Linked DNA regions of Mus musculus: region 2 is linked to region 1. A link is a contact called in public HiCAR-type data. All regions are on one chromosome and are shown on one strand. Each heading gives the region's core, a stretch centred on a gene start, on an enhancer-like site or on the middle of the called end of the contact. The rest is flanking DNA. Distances are from core to core; before and after follow the strand shown.

The links. HiCAR-type assays count read pairs that join an accessible place to other places.
Region 2: a HiCAR-type map of fibro-adipogenic progenitors shows a contact between it and region 1, with 8 times the contacts expected there. The contact joins two enhancer-like sites. A contact is called at or near these places in 5 of 484 Hi-C or Micro-C datasets (embryonic fibroblasts, muscle stem cells, myocytes and 2 more) and 3 of 115 datasets of contacts at active chromatin or transcription factors (fibro-adipogenic progenitors, heart atrium and neural progenitor cells).

What each region holds. Positions count from the first base shown.
Region 1 is chr4:81,557,878-81,564,020 of GRCm38.p6, reverse strand. No RefSeq gene overlaps it. Among named protein-coding and RNA genes, the nearest start is that of Mpdz, 120 kb to the right of the region's middle. Within about 2 kb of position 2,365, at least 18 of the 459 cell types and tissues checked have an H3K27ac peak or open chromatin away from gene starts, as enhancers often do. A contact at or near this core is called in fibro-adipogenic progenitors, where this site is marked.
Region 2 is chr4:81,909,095-81,915,237 of GRCm38.p6, reverse strand. No RefSeq gene overlaps it. Among named protein-coding and RNA genes, the nearest start is that of Gm46886, 22 kb to the left of the region's middle. Within about 2 kb of position 2,382, at least 16 of the 459 cell types and tissues checked have an H3K27ac peak or open chromatin away from gene starts, as enhancers often do. A contact at or near this core is called in fibro-adipogenic progenitors, where this site is marked.

The DNA of each region.
Region 1 (6,143 bases), core at 1,116-3,615:
CTGGGTTCTTTTACTAAGTGCTAACATTTGCTGCAATGGGTATTTTAATTAAGGCAATCAAAGAACTGAAAAATAAAATAAAAAATATGTTCCTGCCAAAGCCCTTGCTCCAGACTTCGTGGAGACTGCCACGGTCTACACCTGCAATGAATCTCATTGGTCTCACTCCGTGAGTGCTGCCGCTGCCTTAAATCCCCCCACGCACTGCAGCGTTGGCCACATTTTTATGCAGCCTGGCTCCCTGCTCTGAAGCAGAACTCCTGAACAGCACATTCTGATGTTCTCCAGTCTCACTCACTTCACCAAGTGAGACCTGACAAGCTTTACACGAGAGGCGGGTGTGAGAGAGTCAGGAATGTTGGTGTGAAGGCACCAGAAGGCAAAGCAAGCGTTTCCTACTGACAGAGGAAGGAGCAGAGTGGCCTGAGCTTGCTGCGTGGATGCTCTGGCTCCACTGCACAGGCTTTCCCCGACGACCCTCCCTCACCTCCACCAGTCTGTGGTGGGAGGGTTGCCATAAATTTCTAGTAAATTGTAGGCTGCTAAATTAGAAGCGTTCTTCAACTCTCACCTCCTCCCATCAACTCCTCGCCTTTATAACTGTATTCTCTCACTCTGGCACGCGCACACGTGTGTGCATATACATACATACATACATACATACATACATACATACACACACAGACAGAGAGAGAGAGAGAGAGAGAGAGAGAGAGAGAGAGAGAGAGAGAGAGAGAGATGCTACCTTTATCATCCAGAAAGAAACATTTCTGTTAAATCGCCACCCTTCGTATTAAACTTTCTGTTGTAATTTAGGAAACCACAGTGGTTTCCTAAAGCATTCCTAACTGTGTCAAAGCTTCAGAGAATCTTTTTTCCTACGGCAGGTTCTTCCCCCACCCCATTCAAGGGTCTTCTCTGCTGTTTCTAAACTGTGTGACCTAAGGTAGGACACTCAAACTTGTTAATCTCGGATTACTTCTTTCATGGAAAGAGGATGGTAACAGCATTCTACTTAATCTATGGGGTTTACTGAGATTCTCATGAGATAAAGTTTACAATATACTCTAATAGGATGTCTGGTACATAAGAAACAACCCTTACTATTTCTGCATACATAATGAACAAGAAAAACGTCTCAGGTGAATGAACCAATGTACTACTGAACCTGTGTGTGGCGTGACACTGTCCTTCCGTGGGTTTCTAAAGGCAACTGCCTCTGGACAAAATGTGCAGGGAGGGCAGCAGCTCAAATCTCAGATTCAGAAGTGGGTAAATTTCCTTCTAGCCTTGTCTGGGAGACATCTCTGCCTGCTCATGGCTTTGAATCAGTTAAACTCTTTTAGCTTTGTGGCGCTACCCTACAAAGGGAGGGCATTGTCTAGTTCACACTGCTAAGTTAAGACTATGTGGCCACAGGTCTTGGTGAATGAACCCCTTCCGCAGGAGCTTCTCTTTCCCTTTCTCCCTCTCTCCCTCCCTCCCTCCCTCTCTCTGTCTCTCTGTCTCTGTCTCTGTCTCTGTCTTTCTGTCTCTGTCTCTCTCTCTCTGTCTCTCTGTCTCTCTCTGTCTCTCTCTCTCTGTCTCTCTCTCTGTCTCTCTCTCTCTCTCTCTCTCTCTCTCTCTCTCTCTCTCTCTCTCTCTCTCTCTCTCTCTCTCTCTGCTTTCTCCTGCCAGATAGACCCCTTAGAAGCCTGTCTTTCAGTCTTGCCTTCAAGGTCATCTCCCTTCATTTTGCCTTTTCTCAGGCAGCGCTTCCTTGTGGAAACCATCTCTGATGTTGCTCAGCAGGCCATACCCATTTTACATGTTCTTCCACATAAAGAGAGGCCCCCATTGTGGTAGCTAGCTCAGATTTAAGGTTTCCCAAGATGGGTTGCTTTCCACCAAGACAACCCACATCCAGGCTGGGTGACTATTCTGTTCACGTCTATATTCCACTACCTGGCAGAAAGAAGGGCCTAATATCATCTGTTGACTATACAGATGGAAACCCAGTAGAAGATTAGGTACTTAAAGAAAGACATTCATTATTATAAAAGCCCAATATCAAAGCAGTCCAGAAGTCCTGCAGAGATTGCTCAGAGCTTGTTTTCTTCCCAGATGTCTCCAGCAAGGTCAGACCCTCTTAGGATCAAAAAACCAAAGAACGAAGGCCTCAAAACCAACAAGCTCTTATTAAAATGTTTGCTACCGGATGGCATCCATTTCCCTGGGTTTTCCTAAGCACTGCTCTGTCTTATAATTAAAACAGCCTCTTCAGCTGCGAAATGCTCTGGATGTGATGACAGCCACTGTGAATTGTGCTCTCCGACTGGGACTTCTATGCAGCCCTGGGCCTGGAAATGATTTATTCTGGGAAGGGAGCCTCTGTGTATTGAGACGCTGAGCATATTTGTGGGGGTGGAGGCTGGACCTGCCTCCTCAGATGGGCTTTCCCCTCTGTGTGTATATTTATTCAAGCACTCACCCCTTTAAAATATGACACTGGCTTCAAGGGGCAGTAAGGCTTGGGAAATATTTTAATGCCATAATACAAGACACTAGATGTGTAGAACACAGATGTGGAGAAAAAAGTGAGCTGTGTTCACAATTCCACTCATTAAAGAGCCTCGGAGTCCTGAAGGACAGGAAACACTACTGTGCATTGCCTTGATGTGGGCATTGCCCTTTCACCCGTATGATCACTATCAATCCCTCAATGCCTCACACAGCTCCCACCACCTCCCTGGCTTTCCACCCTAGGACCTATTCTTGCAGTTTCCAGAACATCACTTTGGCATGCCTTGCTAACAGTTCTGAAGCCTGTCTGCCACCCTCCTCCCTTTTCCTTCTGTCAGCCCTTCCCTCCCACCATTCCCTCCCTCCTTCCCTCCCTCCCTGCAGCTTCCCTCCTCTCCCTTCTTTTTATCTTCTTTTCCTCTCTTCCCCCTTTGCCTTCTTTACTTGTCCTCCATCTTTTACTTCCTTATTCCTTCCTTTCCTTTCTCTTCTCCCATCCTTCGTCCTTACTCTTTCCTGCCATCCTTTCTCAAGTCTCTTTTCCTTTTCTCCTTCTCTTTTTCCTTTTCTTTTCCTTTCTTCTTTCCTTCCTTTTTACTTCCTTTTTGGTTCTTTTTTTCCTTCCTTTTTGTTACTTCCTGGATCTCTCTTTGCCTTCCTCCTGCTTTTCGTCTTACCTCTTTCCTTTCTCCATCTTTCCCTTCCTTTTGATCTTCATCTCTTCCTTCTTTTTGTTTGCTTTCCTCCTCCCCACTCTTTTACAACCTAGTTTCTTTCTCCTTTTATCCTTCATTTCTTCTTCCTTTCTCCTTCCAAATTTTTCCTTTCATACTCCTTCTATCCTTGACTTTGTTTCCTCCTTCCTTCTTCCTTTCTTGTGTCTTTCCTTCCTTCTCCTATTTCTTCTTTAGATACTCACGAGCATGGGGACATGGTGGAGAGTCAACCCTCCTGAGAAGGGCGATGTAGGATATTGCTAGGGTGCCTGTTGGGTTGGAAACAGCAAGTCCTAGGATGGCAGTCCTTGATCTTCACTTCCGATCCTTTCCTTGAATGTAGATCTAGCTTGTAGGACACCCCTTATATCACCATTGTACCATTAAAATTAAAAGAGCATGGGATATCATCCTATTACCTGACCCCTCCCAAGGTCATTATCTAGTTAAAGGAATCCCCATGCTGGTATTGCAAGAATTTTGTGTTTTTGCTTCTACTCTATGGTAAGGAAACATAAATAAATTCCTTTAGGAAACTGAGAAGTTCAGACAAGTATAAAGAAAGAAACTTAACAGCTGCCACGTTTGTCAGTACTGCAAGCAATGCTCCTGTCACTCCTTCCTTTGGCAACAGTCTGAGGATGCATGCTCAGATCCTCCCGAATTTACCCAGAAGACAAGCAAAGGGCATCTAGGGAACACAGTGACAAGTGGTAGAGCTGGCAGTCTAAAAGTGACAGTAAAAACAGCCAGTGAAGCCGGGCATGGTGGTGCATGCCTATAGTCCCAGCACTTGGGAGGCAGAGGCAGGCGAATTTTTGAGTTCAAGGCGAGCCTGGTCTACAGTGAGTTCCAGGACAGAGAAACCGCTGTTGCCCCAGGTGTCAGGCACTGGTGGAGCTCCTCGGGAGACAGCTATATCAGGCTCCAGTCAGCAAGCACTTGTTGGCATCCACAATAGAGTCTGGGTTTGGTGGTTGTATATGGGATGGATCCCCAGGTTGGGCAGTCTATGGATAGACTTTCCTTCAGTCTCTGCTCCACACTTTGTCTCTGTAACTCCTTCCATGGGTATCTTGTTCCTCCTTCTAAGAAAGACCAAAATATCCATGCTTTGTTCTTCCTTCTTCTTGAGCTTCTTTTGGGAGGAGAGGCCCTTGGTCCTGTGAAGGCTTGATTTCCCCAGTGTAGGAGAATGCCAGAACAGGGAAGTGGGAGTGGGTGGGTTAGTGAAAGGGGAAGGGGGGATGGAATAAGGGTTTTCGGAGGGGAACCTAGGAAAGGGGATAACATTTGAAATATAAATAAAGAAAAAGAAGAAGAAGAAGAAGAGGAAGAGGAAGAGGAAGAGGAAGAGGAAGAGGAGGAAGAGGAAGAAGAAGAAGAAGAAGAAGAAGAAGAAGAAGAAGAAGAAGAAGAAGAAGAAGAAGAAGAAGAAGAAGAAGAAGAAGAAGAATTAAAAAAAAAAACGGGCCAAAGAGTTATTAAATAAAGATAGAGAACAAGAAGTTGAAGAGGCAGGGTAGGGAAGTGGAAGATAGATCTGGAAGGAGCCAAGGACAGTATCAGGGGGTATAAATATGGTCAAAATACCTTGCATACAATTCTGAAAAAAATTAATTAAAATCATTTAAATAAGAATAAATAAGCTGAGCCAGGTGGTGGTGGCACATGCCTTTAATTCTAGCACTTGGGAGGCAGAGGCAGGTGGGTTTCTGAGTTCGAGGCCAGCCTGGTCTACAAAGTGACTTCCAGGACAGCCAGGGCTATACAGAGAAACCCTGTCTCAAAAACAAAAACAAAAACAAAAACAAAAACAAAAACAAAAAACAAAAGAAAGAAAGAAAGAAAGAAAGAAAGAAAAAAAGAAAGAAAGGAAGGAAGGAAGGAAGGAAGGAGGAAGGAAGGAAGGAAGGAAGGAAGGAAGGAAGGAAGGAAGGAAAGAAAGAAAGAAAGAAAGAAAGAAAGAAAGAAAGAAAGAAAGAAAGAAAGAAAGAAAGAAAGAGAAAGCTGAAACAAACAAAAGAACACACACACATTGTAAATTTCAAATTCTCCATCCAATTACAGATCCATGGACAAGTATAGAACCACCTAGTGTTTTCTATACTAAAATAAAGCTCATACTGCATGCACAAATTGCCTTCCAACAATATTATATTTGAGCACTTTAATGATATTAATAAAAATAAAAAATGAATAAAAAATATTCATTTTTATAGTGACTGCATTCTGTAATTTCCTCTTTCATCAAATCACTCTCTTGGACCCAGAAATGATTCACAAACCTCAGTGCATAACTTCTCTTCATCTTAAATTTACTACAAATTTCAATTATAAACATTCAAATCTCTAGTATGCAAATTATATCTCATAGTAGTGAGATGATTACATAATCTCCAGCTGTACCTATTGTGATTCAGATATTATATTAAAAGGAGGTTTATAATCATGCTTCCAGCCATACCACAATGCCACTCCCATGCTGAGCAGTTTGAGAAAATAAATAACCCACTTCAGTGAATCCATCCCACTATAGAGTAAGTTATGAACAGTGTACCTGGCTGACAAGAATGAAAATGCTTCTTACGTCATGTCAGCCAGTTTTGTCCCTTATCTGTGAAAGACAATGTCGTATGCCTGCACGCCCAGAGACCACGCCACACTAACCAGTCACTCTGTATTACTAAATGGCTATTGCTTCAGTTTCTTCACTGTGAATTACAGTTCTAACATATCCCCTACACATTGATGTGGTGGTAAAAAAAAAATTTTTTTAAACGCTAGGAAACCCTGTACACACCACACTTAAAAACTTATTATTACCCCATATTATTAACTAGATTAGACTAAACAACAATCATCCCCTTTCAGAGGATTAAAAATCATAGAAAATGTTGGGTCCATTCTATTAACTGCATAGAG
Region 2 (6,143 bases), core at 1,133-3,632, 350 kb before region 1:
ATTGGAGGAGTTTTGGATTTCCTTTCCATGTGGGCTCAGGAATGTATGATTCTTGGCATATAAATAGGAAATAATATGATTCATTATTTACCCAAAGATGAATCCATTGTTGAGAAACTTGAATTGGGCCAATTTGCCTTCGGCTGTATTTAGAGGGCAGTTTACCAAATCTGATACTTAAAAGAAATTATAAAATCAATTTTTTTGAACTCATACCCCTACTGAATCATCATTGATATGTTTGCATGATATTCTACATATATTTGAACTACATATGATGAACTAGGTTTTTTTCTATAAAAATCCTTCAAAATTCCTAAGCTCACAGAAGCCAAATAATTAATGAGGCAATTGTATTTGTTTTCCTAATGTGATCAGAGCCAAAGAAAAGCATGGCACAACCCAGAGACCTGTCAACAGCAGCCATTTATTCAGGGTTGGACTTCTTGCCCCATACATAGACTCCCATAATACACCTAGATTAAAAATTCCTTGCACTGAACAACAAGAATGGTGTTTGTATCTGTTTCATCATTACATGTACCTTTGTGCTATCTTATTTATTCAGGAATGCTACTCCCCTCAGCTCTCCATCTTATATCTTATAATGTGATTGCACTTGCTTATAACTCTCTTCTATTAAAGATCTCTAGATATCAACATTATCATCCTTAAAATACGTGATATTTGTAAATGATTCAGCTTCCTAAAGCATAGTTTCCTTATCTATATGATAAATATAATGCCTCATAGCAATTTAATGACAATTAAACATAAAAAATATGAGGAAAAGTGATTGGGAGCGAGTAGATGGTACAAGAATTGGTTTTTTTTCTCCCATTTCACCTTTGACTGCACCCCATTCAGCTTTATGACTTACACTGCATCAAATTCAGTCTAATTTCCAAGGTTTCAAGACACCTGTCTAGAGAGTGAAAATGAATGCAGCCATCCAGGTGTTTGGCCTTGGTGATGACAGACGTCAAACACTTTCTGAGCCATCTGGGTGTCTAGCATGCATATTCCTTACACTTGTATCCTGATCTATGTAGCTGAGGTCAGAGGGAAAAACATTATCAGAGTTTTCAAAAAATGTATAGCAGCAAGTTTTTAGAAGGCTGTGTGGATGTAGTTCGTTTCCTTTCAACTGGTTCCTATTTAAGCAACTTTTGAAAAGCAAAAGATATTTAATTTTAATATTTTTTCTGAAATCTAGACATCTTACAAAAGACAAGGAAATGTCTGTGTGCTATAAACACCACAAATTAAGAATAAGAAAATCTTCATGATGTTTTAAGGCTTGAGAATTAGATTGTTAACATCACGGAGGCACGGAGGAAGACTTTTGACATTCATCCATAAATTTCCACTTCAGATCATGACCAATTTTTTTGCATCTAAATTGCATGTGGCTGGAGCTATGTGAGAACAAAGCCCATGTACTGTATACAAAAAAGCACACAGAATAATTCCACCTTTCTTCCTGACCCTGACCATTATGTGACTCTGACATGATGTTTTCCCAGACATTTTTTAAAATGTTGTTTGGAAGCCAGAGAGAACAAACATTATTTCACTGCAGCCAGTCACACGTGCATCCAGTCATTGTAATCCAGCATCTGCCATCCAGGTCGTTGCTTAAATAGATGCTGCATTAAGATCTGATGTCCTGTGAGCAGCTGCTGCAATTCTCCTCAGTCACAGGGATGAATCTTGGATAACATTTCTGGCTCCGAGAAATCCCCAAGTCGCAGAGAGACGATTTGGTTGACCTAGCCGCTTTGCACTCCCGTTACAGCATGTTCCACAGCAAAGTCCCCGGGGATAACGTGAGAGTTTTTAACAGTGCCGAAAGCCACCCTGTAATCATCCTATGTGGATTTCACTAGCATTCCAAGGCATCTCAAACAATTCCAAGAAGACTTTGGGGGACCTAGGAGGTTTTCTAAACATTTTCTTTCTGCTTGAAAACACTGAAGATAAACAGCTCCCCACAGGTACCACAACATTAGAGTTATTTGATCGTGAATACAAGCCATCAACTGTCATTGCACCTCAAGACAACTGAGTGGCCCAAAGACATCATTCCTGAAAAACTCCCAAAAAGTGTTGTTTTTCATACCTTTACATTAAAAAATGGGATGTTAGGAGGCAGTAATTTACTTCAATATTCTGTATTCTGATTAATTTGTTATCTAAAAGCAGAAATAAGTAGCAGGAGAGGAAGAAAGAACATTCCTGTTAAGTGGATTTGTTGGTAATATGACCAGCTGCAAAGTAGTGTGGAAGAGAGAGGCTGCCAAGAGGCAGTGTCTACAATAGTTGATTGTCTTGGAGTCCGTTATTGGTAGGATCTTCAGCCATTAAAACTGGAACATGACAACCAGCCTTGGCTTAGGGGCAAGAACTCTAAATTTGTAGTCAAACAAGTATCCCTAAGCCAGTTGGAACAGGCTGTGAGAACCAAATACTGCATTTTTCTGGAATTGTGGAAACCATTAATGTTACCTTGGTGGCTTAAAATTGGCCATAGCAGCAGTATTCATACTGTGGTTGGGAACATATGACAGAAACCAGGGCTTTTATTTCTTGAAGAGATTGTTGCTAAGCTTTCATTAGCTTTTAGCAAACCAATCAAACTGAACTTTTGAAAAGTCTAACGTGTGCCACTTGTGACACAGGGAAATGACAAAGCAGTAATGATCTGAGACAGAGCGACAGTCTTTGAGTTAGGAACGGGAATGATATACAATTGTAATACTCTTATCAGGATCCAATCAGGTGTTCTTCGTAACCCACATTTTATGTTCATTTGGATATATTATTCACTTAATAAATATTAATAGAGCATAATTTCCTTTTTTGGCTTGGATTTGCTGCTAGTGCTGGAGACAAGAGGATGAGTAGATTGGCACGGACCTCAGAGACATCAAATCCTGATTACAAGATAATATTGACAACTTTGGTGTGAAATATAAATGCTCAAGATTGGAAGAGAGAGAAATGAGCCACTGCTTCCAATATTTGTTAAGGTACTAGTAGTTCATTCTATAGGAAGAAAGTTTATATATCTGTTTCTAGACATTCTCACTGGCAGATATTTTAGTTTAGAACCAGTGTTTAAGACTACTGTAGAAAGGCATGCAAAGCAGAGAAACACTCTGGATTTGGAAAAGCATCCGTATGAGTTTGTTATGAGAGTAGAGCTGTATCCTCAAAGAAAATCTTCACTGTCTCACCTTATGCCCTTCCAACTGATTCCTCTGGGTCCAAAAGTTGAGTTATATTGGAGTCTATTGGAATTAAACTCTAAAAGGTAAATATTTGTAGTAGGCTTTCACGTTTTGTATTAGTACTAAATATCTGTACTCTCAGACGTTAGGTTCTTCATATAATAACTGTGACTGAATACCTGACACAAGCAATTTGAATGGAGGAAGAGTTAATTTTGGCTCATAAGTATTCAGTCCATGGTCACTGGCTCTGTTGATTGTAGATGCATGGTAAGGCAGAACCCCACAGAGACTGGAGCATGTGGCAGAGGCTACTCACATGGCAGGAAAGAAGCAGAGAGAAGAGAGGGGACGGGAACCAAATATAACCTTTACTGCCTCATTACTCCAGTTAGTTACTACCTGGTAATGTTTCTGTTTATTCCTAAATCATTGTCACTAGCTAGGGAACAATCATTCAGAGAATGAGTCTGTGAGCGACATTTCAAACGGTGACTCAAGGAGATACACGTCAGTCCTTTCATGGTTAGCTGTGAGTCACAGATTATAGATTTTTTATTGTCTCTCTCAAAATGACACTCATGTGAAATAGGTGCTATCTTCATTCCGTAGAAGAGGAAACTGAGCATGGCATAGCTAAGTCATAAATATTAACTTCCCTAACTTACTAATTTAATTATAATAACAAACTTATGATGTCTTGCCATTGATCTCATTCTGTGAGTGAGAAAACTGGTTAGTGGGAAATCTTGGTGACTTGCTAATTGTCAAAACATTTTAAAAGTGAAAAATATGCACCATTTTTGATCAATATCATTTTACTACATATCTTAGATGCTACTTTAGCAATGACCAATTAATAACTCAATGAGTACAAGAATAAAATAACCTGGCTGTAGGATGTACTATACAAAACAACGTTTTGGGTGGGGATTTAAACCAAGGATCAAGAGAGAAGACAAGGGAATATAGGAAACTAACTTATTTAAACCTTTGCTAAAAGATGATGAATTCCAAAGAGATAATTATCATTATCTATAAAAATCCAAGGCAGGTAAAGGCACCTGAGTGACAGTGGCATCATTATAGGACCCTCAGTGTGGGAAAATCAACTATAGAATATATAATATAATATAATATAACATAACATAATTGTATTGTATTGTATTGTATTGTATTGTATTGTATTACTTTGCTGTGTTTGACATCTTATGTTAATTCTGCAATTTGCCAGAAAAACCAACTTTACCATTTTGGGCCAAATTTGAAGCAAGCTTTATTAAATATTAAATACTCACCAAGAGATGGACTTTGGTTAGGACCATTCCTTGGAATTTCCCTCCTGAGAATGGCCTCAAGAAACATGTTCTTGTATAAGGACAAACTTATAGGCCACTGTAATTTGCCATAAGGCTTTGTTATTTCCCAGTAACTGTAATTCCCAGCATTCCAGGGAGTTGCCTGGATTCTGGGCAGGTGGGGATTACAGGGTAATTTGGGGTATTACACTGTGAGACTTACATTTTGTGAGACATTAAAATGTTATCTTTTTGTTGTTCGTTGTCTGTAATCTCCAAGTAAAATAAACCACTTAAATTATTTGAGGAGTAAGGTGGCAACTAAAATACGAATAAAAAAAAATAAAGATTGACTAAAGTTCCAATGTTTGTACCAGTATGAAAAGCATATTCAGCTTTGAAAAGGGGTTTGGGTTGCTTGTAACCAATGTTAGAAAAATGTAAAATCAATTACTTAAGTTTTTACCCTAAGAAATCTAAAAAAAAATCACATTAAACCCAGAGTAAGTAGAAGCAAGAATTGGTATACAAAAGTCCTTAATACAAAACTTCCTTATATACTGGTAATTAACAAATGGGATACGAAATTAAGAATGAATTTATTCATGTATTTCACAAGTGAAGTATATTGGATTATACCTAACAAAATATATTCAAAACCTATGCGCTGAAATGTAAGCAAAACAAAACACTAGTGAAAATCCTCTGATAAATGTAGAGCTATTCCATATTCATATCCAGGAAGAATCATTGTTAATAAATGCCAGTTCTTTCCAAGTACTGCCTGTGCACGACATACACACACACACACACACACACACACACGAACACACACATGCACAGAGAGAGAGAGAGAGACAGAGACAGACAGACAGGGACACACAGAGAGACATGGAGAGAGACAGAGAATGAGTGTAGGCAGGGTCTGTTGCTCAGTCAGTAAAGTACTTACTGCCCATGCATAGAGAGTTCTTTCTAGATTCCCAATTCTCACATGAAGTGCAGGAACAATATCATGTGCCTGCAATTCATCTTGTGGTCTCAGACATGAGTGCATGGTGACAGAAGGAATTCTAGCCACTTAATCAAGTTAAATCACCATTCTTCAGATGCAGTGAGAGACCCTGTCTCAAAGAATGAAGTAGGAAGTAACACACACACACACACACACACACACACACACACACACACACACTTATAGTCAAGAATGTAAAGTGGAAAACACTTAAAAGAAAATGTAATAGAAAAACTGCAAAAGCTTGGTCATGACAACATCACAGCCATGACACATAAAAGAGACACATTGTAAACTTTATTTCAATACAAACTCTGATGCATGAAAGCCAAATATGAGGAATAGCATGAGAAGATAAGCCCTGTAAGAAAATATTAGCAAAAGGTACTTCTAGTGTAATGACTATTCTTGGATGTCACTTGAAAAAATTTGGAATTAATTAAAAACTCAACTCACTGGGCACAGCTGTCAGAAATTTTTAGTTAATTGGCTCATTTGATGTAGGAAGACCCACCCAGATTTGGGCCACTCCTTCTTATGACAGCCTTTATAAAGAACAAGGAAGAGAGAAACTCTTTTCTCTTTGCCTATTTGCCT